2 separate regions of the Mus musculus genome follow, and region 1 is linked to region 2. The links are chromatin contacts, called in public HiChIP or PLAC-seq maps. All regions are on one chromosome and are shown on one strand. Each heading gives the region's core, a stretch centred on a gene start, on an enhancer-like site or on the middle of the called end of the contact. The rest is flanking DNA. Distances are from core to core; before and after follow the strand shown.

Region 1 (5,216 bases), core at 1,529-4,028, 78 kb before region 2:
AAGCCAGCTTCAGCTCAGATTAACACCCTGTCTCAAGACAGTGAGGGAAAGAGAAGCAGAGGGAGGCAGCAGCTCCCCCTCTGAACCTGGCGTGTGCACACAAGGTCACTCACCTCCACACTCAGTGCACGTACCACACACAAATGCATAAGCATTACACCACACACAGGGATAATGTGTTAAGAAATATACCAAGGTTTTTTGGTTTTGTTTTGTTTTGGGGGGGTTGGGTTTTTGTTTTTGTTTTTGTTTGGTTTTTTTTTGTTTGTTTGTTTGTTTTTTGTTTTTTTTGTTTGGCGAGACAGGGTTTCTCTGTAAAGCCCTGGCTGTCCTGGAACTCACTCTGTAGACCAGGCTGGCCTTGAACTCAGAAATCTGCTTGCCTCTAGCTCCCAAGTGCTGAGATTAAAGGCGTGCGACACGAAATACACCAAGTTTTAACAAGTACATAAAAATAGGCAGAATACAAAGAGAAATTTATCCAGGAGAGCAGAAGGACCCCAGCCACCCATGACTCAGCTGTGGGCAGGGAGAGGAAAAAAAAAAAAATCACAGCCTGTTCCTACTAGGTGTCCTGGCAAATAATCACAGTGACAGATTCATAGAATACACACAACCTAGAGTCAATATGTGCCTATCTACCTAGCAAATAACTTTACAGCCTTGCTTTAGAGAACCAATCCAAGTCAGTGACCAAAAAAAAAAAAAAAAAAAAAGGTGGGCACCCCAGGCTAATAATTAATGCCACTTGGCTGGTTTCTGGGATTCTACTACCTTGAACCTTTAACATTTCCCCAGTCACAGTTTTCAAACTTCAATATGCATCAGAGGCGCCTGTTAAATCAGTACCTGGACTGGCTCTCCAGCCCCAATCAAATCCAAGAGTGGATGGAGTCTGAGACACCAGCCCAACTTTTCTTCTCAGGCTGCACACAGTAGCAGAGGAAGATCAATCTTTCAGACCACGGTCTGTATTTCTGGACATGTACCCCACAATAAAAGGAAAAGCAAACACAAGAAAGTGGACTTGTGTCTCATTGCCCGGTCACTTGGCAGTGTGACACAAAACGTAGAAGAAAGCTTCTAGAATTTTTCTTTTTTCGGAGTTTTGAGATAGGGTCTCACTGTAGCTCTGGTTATCCTGGAACTCACTATGTAGAGCAGGCTAGCTTCAAAATTCACAGAGCACCATCTAGCTCGGCCTCCTCAGTGCAGACATCAAAGGTGGGTGCCACCACCCTCAGCTGAAACCCATTCAGAACACAGCACATCTACAAAGCATGCAGATGCAGGGCCCTGATGTCAGGGACACTGTAGTCAGCAAACTCTCACAAACTCTGCTTCTCTTAGGGGAAAACAGGCAACAACAAACAAAATGTAAATAAAGCCTCTTTAGACAGTGGTATGTTCTAGAAAAAAAAACAAAACCAAGCAACGAAAAAAGTTCTCAGGTAGAGATAAGAAAAGCCCACTTGAGCAGGAACCCAGGCACAGAAAACTAACATACATTTGGGGATTGAGATCGCAAATTAAACAATAGTCACAAGAAAAAGGCCATGGAGGCTAGGATGGGATAAGTCACCAAAGGCCTGGTCAGGTCACAGCTGCTCCTTCAAGTGGGAGGGGAACAAACTGCCCTGTTTAAGCACATCAACTTCAAAGGAAAATGACACAATTTAATATAGAGTATGATATCAATAAATGGGATTAATTCCTCCCAGATGCCATCACCAGCCCTCTAATAAAACACACAAGCCACGCAGAGCTTACTGCTATCCTCCTAAAGGGGCAATAAAAAAGAAATGATTCACTAAATGTACAGCCAGTACTATACTTGAGCAAAGGGCCACTCCATACACGAGCATGGCGCTCAACCAGCAATACACAGAGACCAACCAACCATGAATGAACCAGTCTCTGGATACACCATCCTCTCAGCCTACAGGGAAGGGACAGATGGAACAGAGAGAAAGGGACCTAGCCAAATGACTCCAGAAAAATACAAACACAGCAAAAATGGCTTTTATTGGATGCCTTCAGTATACCCTCTTAAAACTCACTGTCAAAACCTCTCTACAAAGAACTACGAAAACAGCACAGACCCTTGAAGCCATTCAGTCCAGACGAGGCTTCATATTCACATTTATTAGCCTCCACTGTATACAAACACTGCAGACAACAAGGTACATATCAGTCAGTGATCTTTACCAGGTCCAACGCACCAGGAATTTATCTTCGAAAAGACAGACTGAAGGTATCCAGGCTTGATGGAGTCCCCATCACAATTTTCTAGGCTTTCCGGAGCTTTTTGGGCCGTGCCAGCTATGTATCACAGGCTTAAAAGCCTCCCTTTGTTTTAAGAATCTCAAACATGAGTAATTAAGTCTGGTACCCCAGACGGTGTAATCTGAGCAGCCTACAATGTGTTTCACTCCTTGCTCTGACAAGCAATGTTTTAAATTGGCAATACTTGTTGCTTTGTAGCCTCTTCAAATAAGCCTCTGTCTGTTGTCTGACTCACATGACTCTTTTCATACCCTGCTCCTTCTGCCTGCAGCGCGCTCATCCGCTGCACCCTCAGACGAGGTTTAATGCTCTGAATGGCTGCAGAGCCTAAAGTAGAAGAGTGACAGACACAGGGCGCTTCTTTTCTCCCTTCAACGTTTATGCAAATTTCAAGTAGCAGAATTTGAGAGCTGAAGTCTGGGTTGCTGGCTGGGACTTGGCTGTGTGTCCCTCTGTTGCTTCTGGCACAGGGCCTCTGGAAGGAGTGCCGTCCAGTGGACACGGCCATGTTTTCTAAAATGACTGCTTGCACTACTACCCAAAATAGGAGAACTGAGGGCAGGCGGAGACAGCAGGGATTTGCAGTGATTCTCACAGCACCCTTCAATTTCAAACAACAAAGCTTCCACTTTGTTTTTTATTCCATTTTTGGGGGGCAGCCGCCGAGGGGGGAGGGCGTGTCAGCCATGAAAAAAAAATACAAACAAACAGAAGCACAGAAGCTCACATTTAAACAGAAGCAACGTGGGAGTAGTTGTCTCCCTCCTGAAATCAGTCTTGGTTAAAAGAAAGGAGAAAAGCAACCAGGGAGACACGGATTTTTATGCCTCCCCTAATATGTCAAGGATCTCTGCGTTCTTCAGAGATCACCAGTAGAAAATATTTCTGACCTAAAATATGCCGATTCCTGATGCAGACAGGACATCTAGAGGGCTCCCCGTCCCAGCTGCTTTCCCAAAAATGAAACCTGCTGTGGTTTGGGAAAAACAGAAGCAACAGGGTTTCACTCCGGCCCAGACTGGCCGGAAACTGACTGTGTGATCCAGGCTGCCCTTGAACTCCTGGCAAAGCTCTTGCCTGCCTCTCAGGTGAGTCACCATGCCCAGCATCTAGGATTTTCATTTTATACAGAAATTCATTTCTATGAAATATTAATCCTTGATTCTAAAACCTGAACTCATCAATGTACTATGTAACACCAGAGTTTACTATACAATGGTGGTGGTGGTGGTGGTGATGGTGGTCTCCTTCTTCTCCTTCTCCTTCTCCTTCTCCTCCTTCTTCTTCTTCCCCCTCCTCCTCCTCCCCCTCCTTCTTCTCCTCCTCCTCTGCTTTTCTCTTATCGGGATTATAGAAAAAACAACTAGACCCCAATTGTGAGCTGAAGCAAATGAGTTCAACTAGGTAAGTTTCAGCCCTTGCATGTTAAAGATTACACTATATACAACATATGGTTTGAAAACCCACAGAAGAACCAGGACATGTCAGTCTATTAATGGCACCACTGCATGCTGTCCCTCTAGACGGCACTGAACGATGCGACCCCTCTCTAGCTTGCTAATTCCTACTTGCATTCCGAATCATTTGCTTCCACGTGCTTCCACTATGGCTTGGGCAGGTGTATCATACTCTCACCCTCACGTCTAGCAAAGTTCTTGAAAGGCAGTGGTGTTGACAACAGAGATGGCTCATCTCCATGTGTATGAACCACGGAAGGTGCATAGTCACTGACATTCAACAAACTAAACAGCTAAGACAAAAACCTACTGTCAGACTCAACCACCAGCTCCCGTGATTAAAATGTTCAAAGGTTTCCATTTTACTGAGCATGGAGACACTGAAATGAGACTCTAACACAGATTTTACGTTTGTCAGGAGAAGTAAAATAAACAGAGGAACACAGTTAGACACATCTTAGCCTTTAACAAGAATAAAAGTCTGAGAAAGTAGAATTGTACATTTCTGATCTCGGCAAAACTAAAACACCTTTCAATGTTTCTTCTGTCTTAAAATACGCATGAGCTGGGGCTGGGGAGACGGCAAGTGGCTGAGAGGCCACACAGCTCCTCCTAGCACCCACACAGTGCCCTCTTCTGACTTCGGTGTGTACCTGCACTCATGTGCACGTGGCACATGCACATATAACTAAAATAAGTCTTTAAAATAAAGGAAAATTTGTGTGCATGATGATATTCCCTCCGACCCAACCCCTGTGCACCTTTAGCCATGTGTATCAAGGAGGGGAGACTGACTGAAGAAGTTGGACAAAAGCAAAATCATGTGCAACTAACCAACAAATGCAAAAACAAACTCCTCAAAAGGAAACTGTCCAGGAAACTTGAGCAAGGACGCATGCCTGCTCTCCTCTCACAGTGAGGGAGGACGCATGCCTGCTCTCCTCTCGCAGTGAGGGAGGATGCATGCCTGCTCTCCTCTCGCAGTAAGCACTTTTGCTCCTGGCACATCCACTGGTCAGTAGGTGCCAGTATGGTTCCAAGAAGCCCCAGTGTATTTCCTCAGCATGGACATCCATCTGGGGAAGAAATGGCACTAACAAAGACAGACGCGGGGCTTACAAGCCCATGGCTCAGTGTGCTAAAGCCTCAGGTAGAGGAAGAATTCCCATCCAAAGGCTCAAAGGGCCAGCCTTCTAGCTGATCTGTCGTACTACCTCTATCTGTCCTCTTATCAAGACAAATTCTGCCTGCCAACAATTCCCTGTTCTTTTAGTAAGCCCTCTCTATTAAAAGATATTTAAAAAAAAAAGTATTTTAAGTACAACTTAAAGTTTTTAAACCCCATAATTTTAAATAGAAGCTTTTAAGTACCCTTACTGGAAAAAATTATAAGTATATATAATTTTCTTGCTACCCTCCCCCCAAAAGAAGCAGAATGTCTTTTAGCTTAAACTTCTTGGTGCTTTTTAAGTG
Region 2 (4,712 bases), core at 1,462-3,961:
GGGAGTGACTCTCTTTGAGAAGTTTAGAAGGGTTAGGAGGTGTGGCCTTGTAGTACACGTGGCCTTGTAGGGGAATATGTCACTAGGGCGAGGCTTTGAGGTTTCAGAAGCTCACACCAGGCCTAGCCTCTCTCTCTGTCTCTGTCTGTCTGTCTCTACTCTCTCTCTCTCTCTGTCTCTGCTCTCTCTCTCTCTCTCTCTCTCTCTCTCTCTCTCTCTCTCTCTCTCTGCCTACAGATCAGGATGTAACTCTCAGCTACTGCTCTAGCCCCATGTCCATCCTCATGATGATGATAATGGACTAAGCCTCTGAAACTGTAAGCAAGCCCTGAATCAAAAGCTTTCTTTTATGAGTTGCCTTGGTCATGGTGCCTCTTCACAGCAATAGAACAGTGACTAAGATAGATATACTTTATAGATTCTAATCCACACAGGATCAGAGCATAGAAGCAACACAGGCCCCAGGGGTTACAAGCTACTGACTTGGCAATGAAACATTGCCTTTCTTCCCCTGATTCACATAACCATGTACGGCAGGGGTGGAAGTCAAGAGTGTCTGTGGGGCTAGAGATGGTTCATTGATCAAGAGTGTCTACTGATCTTGCAGAAGTCCCAGGATCAGTTTCTAGCACCCACATCAGGGAGGTCACAACTGCCTATAACTCTAGCTACAGGAGGATCTGATGTGCTCTTCTGAACTCCAAGCATACCTGCAGTCACGCATGCATATACATATACACATGTGCACACAATTAAAAATAAATAAGTATATTTTTAAAGAGTACACTTGGAAAGGGCTTATTTACCAAACCAGGGTCTCCTGAAATGGTCAGTGGGAATGAAAATCAGGCTCAGGTTGAAGGGGTCTCCGAAAACCTAAGGTTGAGACAAGTTTATTGCAAGCAATCAGACTTTTTATACCCTTATCAGATACAGAATATAATGGCAGCTACAAAGAAGAATAGAATTATAACTGCCAGGATACAATGATTGCACACAAGATTAATGTCTAAGACTAATTGTCCAGCCTTCTTATATGCTTCACTGATTTCTTTGGGATACAGAGAATACAGTTGGCATGAATGTTTCACTACCCGAGGGAGTGACTCAGTTTCTCAGGAATTGAAAGGCACATAGTGCCCCAGAAGCCACAGACCCTAACCTGAAAACTCCACGACCCACACCTCTCAAGACAGCTAGACCAGGCCAATTCCATGATTCCCTGTACTTCTTTCTGCTGTTTGGAATCAATTTCCTGTTGTATCTTTAGGAAATGTGATCCCCAACTTTCAGAAGCTCTGAAAGGTCTGTCCATCATTCCCCAACAGGCCTGAAGCTTAACTATCGAGTTTCTCATGGGCCCACTTTGGGTTTTCCTCTCCCATATTCTTATGTAGAGCCATTTCCTCAGTAGGAGACCCAAGATGAATTCCAGCACGTTGGCTCCTGGACTTGGTACCATAGCCTTCTGCCACCTTGAAGGGTTGGAGGAGGCAGTAATTCATCTCTGGATCAGGATTCCTCTTCCTCATTCCTCATGTGTCTCCCTGAGGTCTTGGCTGTGAGCTATCCTATTAAAGAGAGAGAAAAAAATCAGACTTTTTAAGCCTTAGTGGTGACAGGGCATCCTGATACATCAGAGGCTCATGGGTGAAAGGGCAGAGGACTCACGGATGCTTCAGAGACTTCTGCTGTGGCATCAACCTGACTCAGAGGAGCTGAGACAGGAATAGATGAACAAAATGACTTTGATGCCTAGTGACTAAAGCTTAGTTTAAAGTCTAGAGGGACCAGTGTTCTGCACAGATGAGTAAGATAGGAAAGATTCTTCTGTCGTTGTTCTTCTTCTCTCATGTAATACATCCCAAGAGCAGAAGCCTCCCCTCTCCCCCTCCTCTCAAAACCCCCCTCCCCACACCTTCTCTCTACCTCAGATCTACTGCTTCTTCATGTCCCCTCAGAAAAGAGCAGGCCTCCATTATGGTACTTAGTGAACATGCATGAGGTCCAAGGTTCAACTCCCCAAGATTTAGAAAAAAAAAAGTTGTTTTTTTTTTTTTTTTAAAGCAGAGCTTTATTCTTATTGGATAATAATAACAAACGCATACCCAGCATTCTCCTCCTCTCTTTTGGTTTATTACTTTATTCAGCCTTCACAAGCCCATGAGGTATATCTTAGTATTGGCCTCGTATAGTAGAGTAGGAACCTGACATTCACAACTATCACTTCTGCAAGGGCACACAGCATCTAAGTGGCAAAGAGTAAGAATTTGGAGTAAGCTCCATTCTCTACTAACATTTACTTCCCTAAATATGTGCCAGGCTAGGGCTTTAGTCTGACCCTTGGATTTCTGAAGCACCTTAGGCAAAGAAAGACTAAAAAACAAAAAGTCCTGTTACACCCTTCGATTGTCAATATTAAGATTATTTACTTTTGAACTAATGAGGCACGGTCTTTAATCCTGTATTTTCATACACACTTTTCTCATAAAATTCATACCTACACGTCCATATTGTGGTATTCATGTGCTCGGGTATAATATGTCACCACCCACCGGGTCACCAGGTCCTGCTTCCTTCTTACTTCTTGTGACTAACATGGTTGCCATGAGTTTTTCCTGAAAGGAAATGAGCAGCCCATGTGTTGCCCAGATGGTGAAAGTCATGTAGAGGTCAATGACTTGAGCAAGGTCATAGACCAAGTTAACCACATTTGGCTCCAATCGGGATCAATAACGGCTGTGTGTCCTGTCTCATCCTTTGCTGGTCTGTCTATCCCGGTCCTGGGCCACATTCCAAACGGGGTCATCCGGTGTACACCGCCTGGCTGAAAACTCCCCCTGTGGTTTCGCTCACATCTGGTGTTTTTCACTTCTCTTTCTGACACGTGCTTTGATCCGATTGCTGCTACAGCAGAAAGATGTCCAAAGGCTGCGTGGAACACAGCTAATTCAGTGAGAGGTGAACAGTATGCCCGCCTCCCGAGGACAGAACTTCTAAAAATAAATGGTAACACAGTTGCAGTGCTCCATCCTTGAAGCATGCTAGAAGCCCCCAAACTTAGTACCTCTACCAGCTCATGACTGCCTACCATGTCTGAAGTCTTCCTCCCTCCCTTTTGTGAATGGCGAGGGTGAGGAGTGGCTTTGTGCCTTCCCTAAGGGTTCGTGGATCAGATCTCAACATCAGCTCACACACAAGCAGAATGATTCACAAGTTCACATCCACATCACCTTATCAACAACAGGCTTCTCCACTCTGTTCCTTTCAGCAGTTGTTATTACTAATTTTGTCCTGACCCCATTGTAACAAGTCTCTTCCTAAATTACAAGAGAATGTTTTATTACATTAATTTTCTAAGGGAGCTATTCAGGTATAGTAGTGCAACGCTTGTGATCTCACATCTGTAAACTCATGAAGCCCAGGCAGGAAGAGTATGAGTTTGAAGCCAACCCTGGGCTACATAGTAAGACCTCCTTTTTAAAAAACAAAACCAAAACAAGCAAAATCCCTCAAAATTATTTAAATAAAAAACATTAAGAACATGAAGAGCCGGGCAGTGGTGGCACACACCTTTAATCCCAGCACTCGGGAGGCAAAAGGCAGGCGGATTTCTGAGTTCGAGGCCAGCCTGGTCTACAAAGTGAGTTCCAGGACAGCCAGGATTATACAAAGAAACCCTGTCTTGAAACCCCCCCCCCCAAAAAAAAGAGCATGAAGAATAAAAAAAAAAAAAAGGGAGGGGGTGGAGAGAAGGCTCAGCTGTTAAGAGCACTGACTGCTCTTCCAGAGGTCCTGAGTTCAAATCCCAGCAACCTCATGGTGGCTCACAACCATCTGTAATAGGATCTGATGCCCTCTTCTGGTGTGTCTGAAGAGAACCACAGTGTGTGCACATAAAATAAATAAATAAATCTTAGACAAAAAAACAAAACCCCACAATTCTTTCATCTTACCAGCTCATTATTTTATTTCCTCTAATCTCATTTTCCTTACAGGTTCATAAATTTTTGTTCATTTACTGACTTTTACACAATGAGAACGATAATCTGCACACAGGTTTTTGTGCCCTGTTCTTTTGCTTACTTAACGTTATAAATGCTTCCTGTTGCTGCGGCTTGCATTTGGCTCCAGTCTCTCCCAAGCTCCGTGTGTTGAAATTAAACCCCGTTGTGATGTATTAAGGCTGAAGAAACTTAATCCCACTATGGACTTTAGAGGTGGGACTTTTGGGGAGGATTAAAATTAGACAGATAGAGCCGCCAGGGCTGACTCTTGGTGACTTTATGAAAGGAAGAGAAGGGGCTGGAGAGATGGCTCAGTCATTAAACTGCACATTGCCCTTACAGAGGACAGGCGTTAGGTTCCCTGGCTCACAACTGCCTGATGCCTCTGTGGGTGCCTGCACTCATGCACCCCCATCTGTATAGTTAAAAATAATCTTTAAAAATATTTTGTAATAAAAAAAAAGAGGGCCGGACGGTGGTGGCACATGCCTTTAATCCCAGCACTTGGGAGGCAGAGGCAGTCAGATATCTGGGTTCGAGGCCAACCTGGTCTACAAAGTGAGTTCCAGGACAGCCAGGGCTGTACAGAGAAACCCTGTCTCGAAAAAAACCAAATAAATCAATCAATAAATAAAAAAATAAAATAAAATAAAATAAAATAAAATAAAAAAGGGGAGAGCTGCCAGACACAAACACATGTACTCT

The links. HiChIP or PLAC-seq counts read pairs in DNA pulled down with a chosen protein or histone mark.
Region 1: an H3K27ac HiChIP or PLAC-seq map of microglia shows a contact between it and region 2, with 3 times the contacts expected there. The contact joins two enhancer-like sites. A contact is called at or near these places in 1 of 15 datasets of contacts at CTCF or cohesin (the NIH/3T3 cell line), 7 of 484 Hi-C or Micro-C datasets (bone marrow-derived macrophages, embryonic stem cells, liver and 2 more) and 5 of 115 datasets of contacts at active chromatin or transcription factors (CD8 T cells, bone marrow-derived macrophages, embryonic stem cells and 2 more).

What each region holds. Positions count from the first base shown.
Region 1 is chr3:98,040,568-98,045,783 of GRCm38.p6, reverse strand. All of the region lies in intron 1 of Notch2 (notch 2), which reads right to left. Among named protein-coding and RNA genes, the nearest start is that of Gm40103, 17 kb to the right of the region's middle. Within about 2 kb of position 2,778, at least 150 of the 459 cell types and tissues checked have an H3K27ac peak or open chromatin away from gene starts, as enhancers often do. A contact at or near this core is called in liver, microglia and uterus, where this site is marked.
Region 2 is chr3:97,963,165-97,967,876 of GRCm38.p6, reverse strand. It overlaps Gm5544 (predicted gene 5544), which reads right to left. Exons shown (of 2, transcript NM_001033779.2): 2 at 859-1,571. The coding sequence starts at 1,462. The coding sequence ends at 1,091. Among named protein-coding and RNA genes, the nearest start is that of Gm5544, 35 kb to the right of the region's middle. Within about 2 kb of position 2,711, at least 71 of the 459 cell types and tissues checked have an H3K27ac peak or open chromatin away from gene starts, as enhancers often do. A contact at or near this core is called in liver, microglia and uterus, where this site is marked.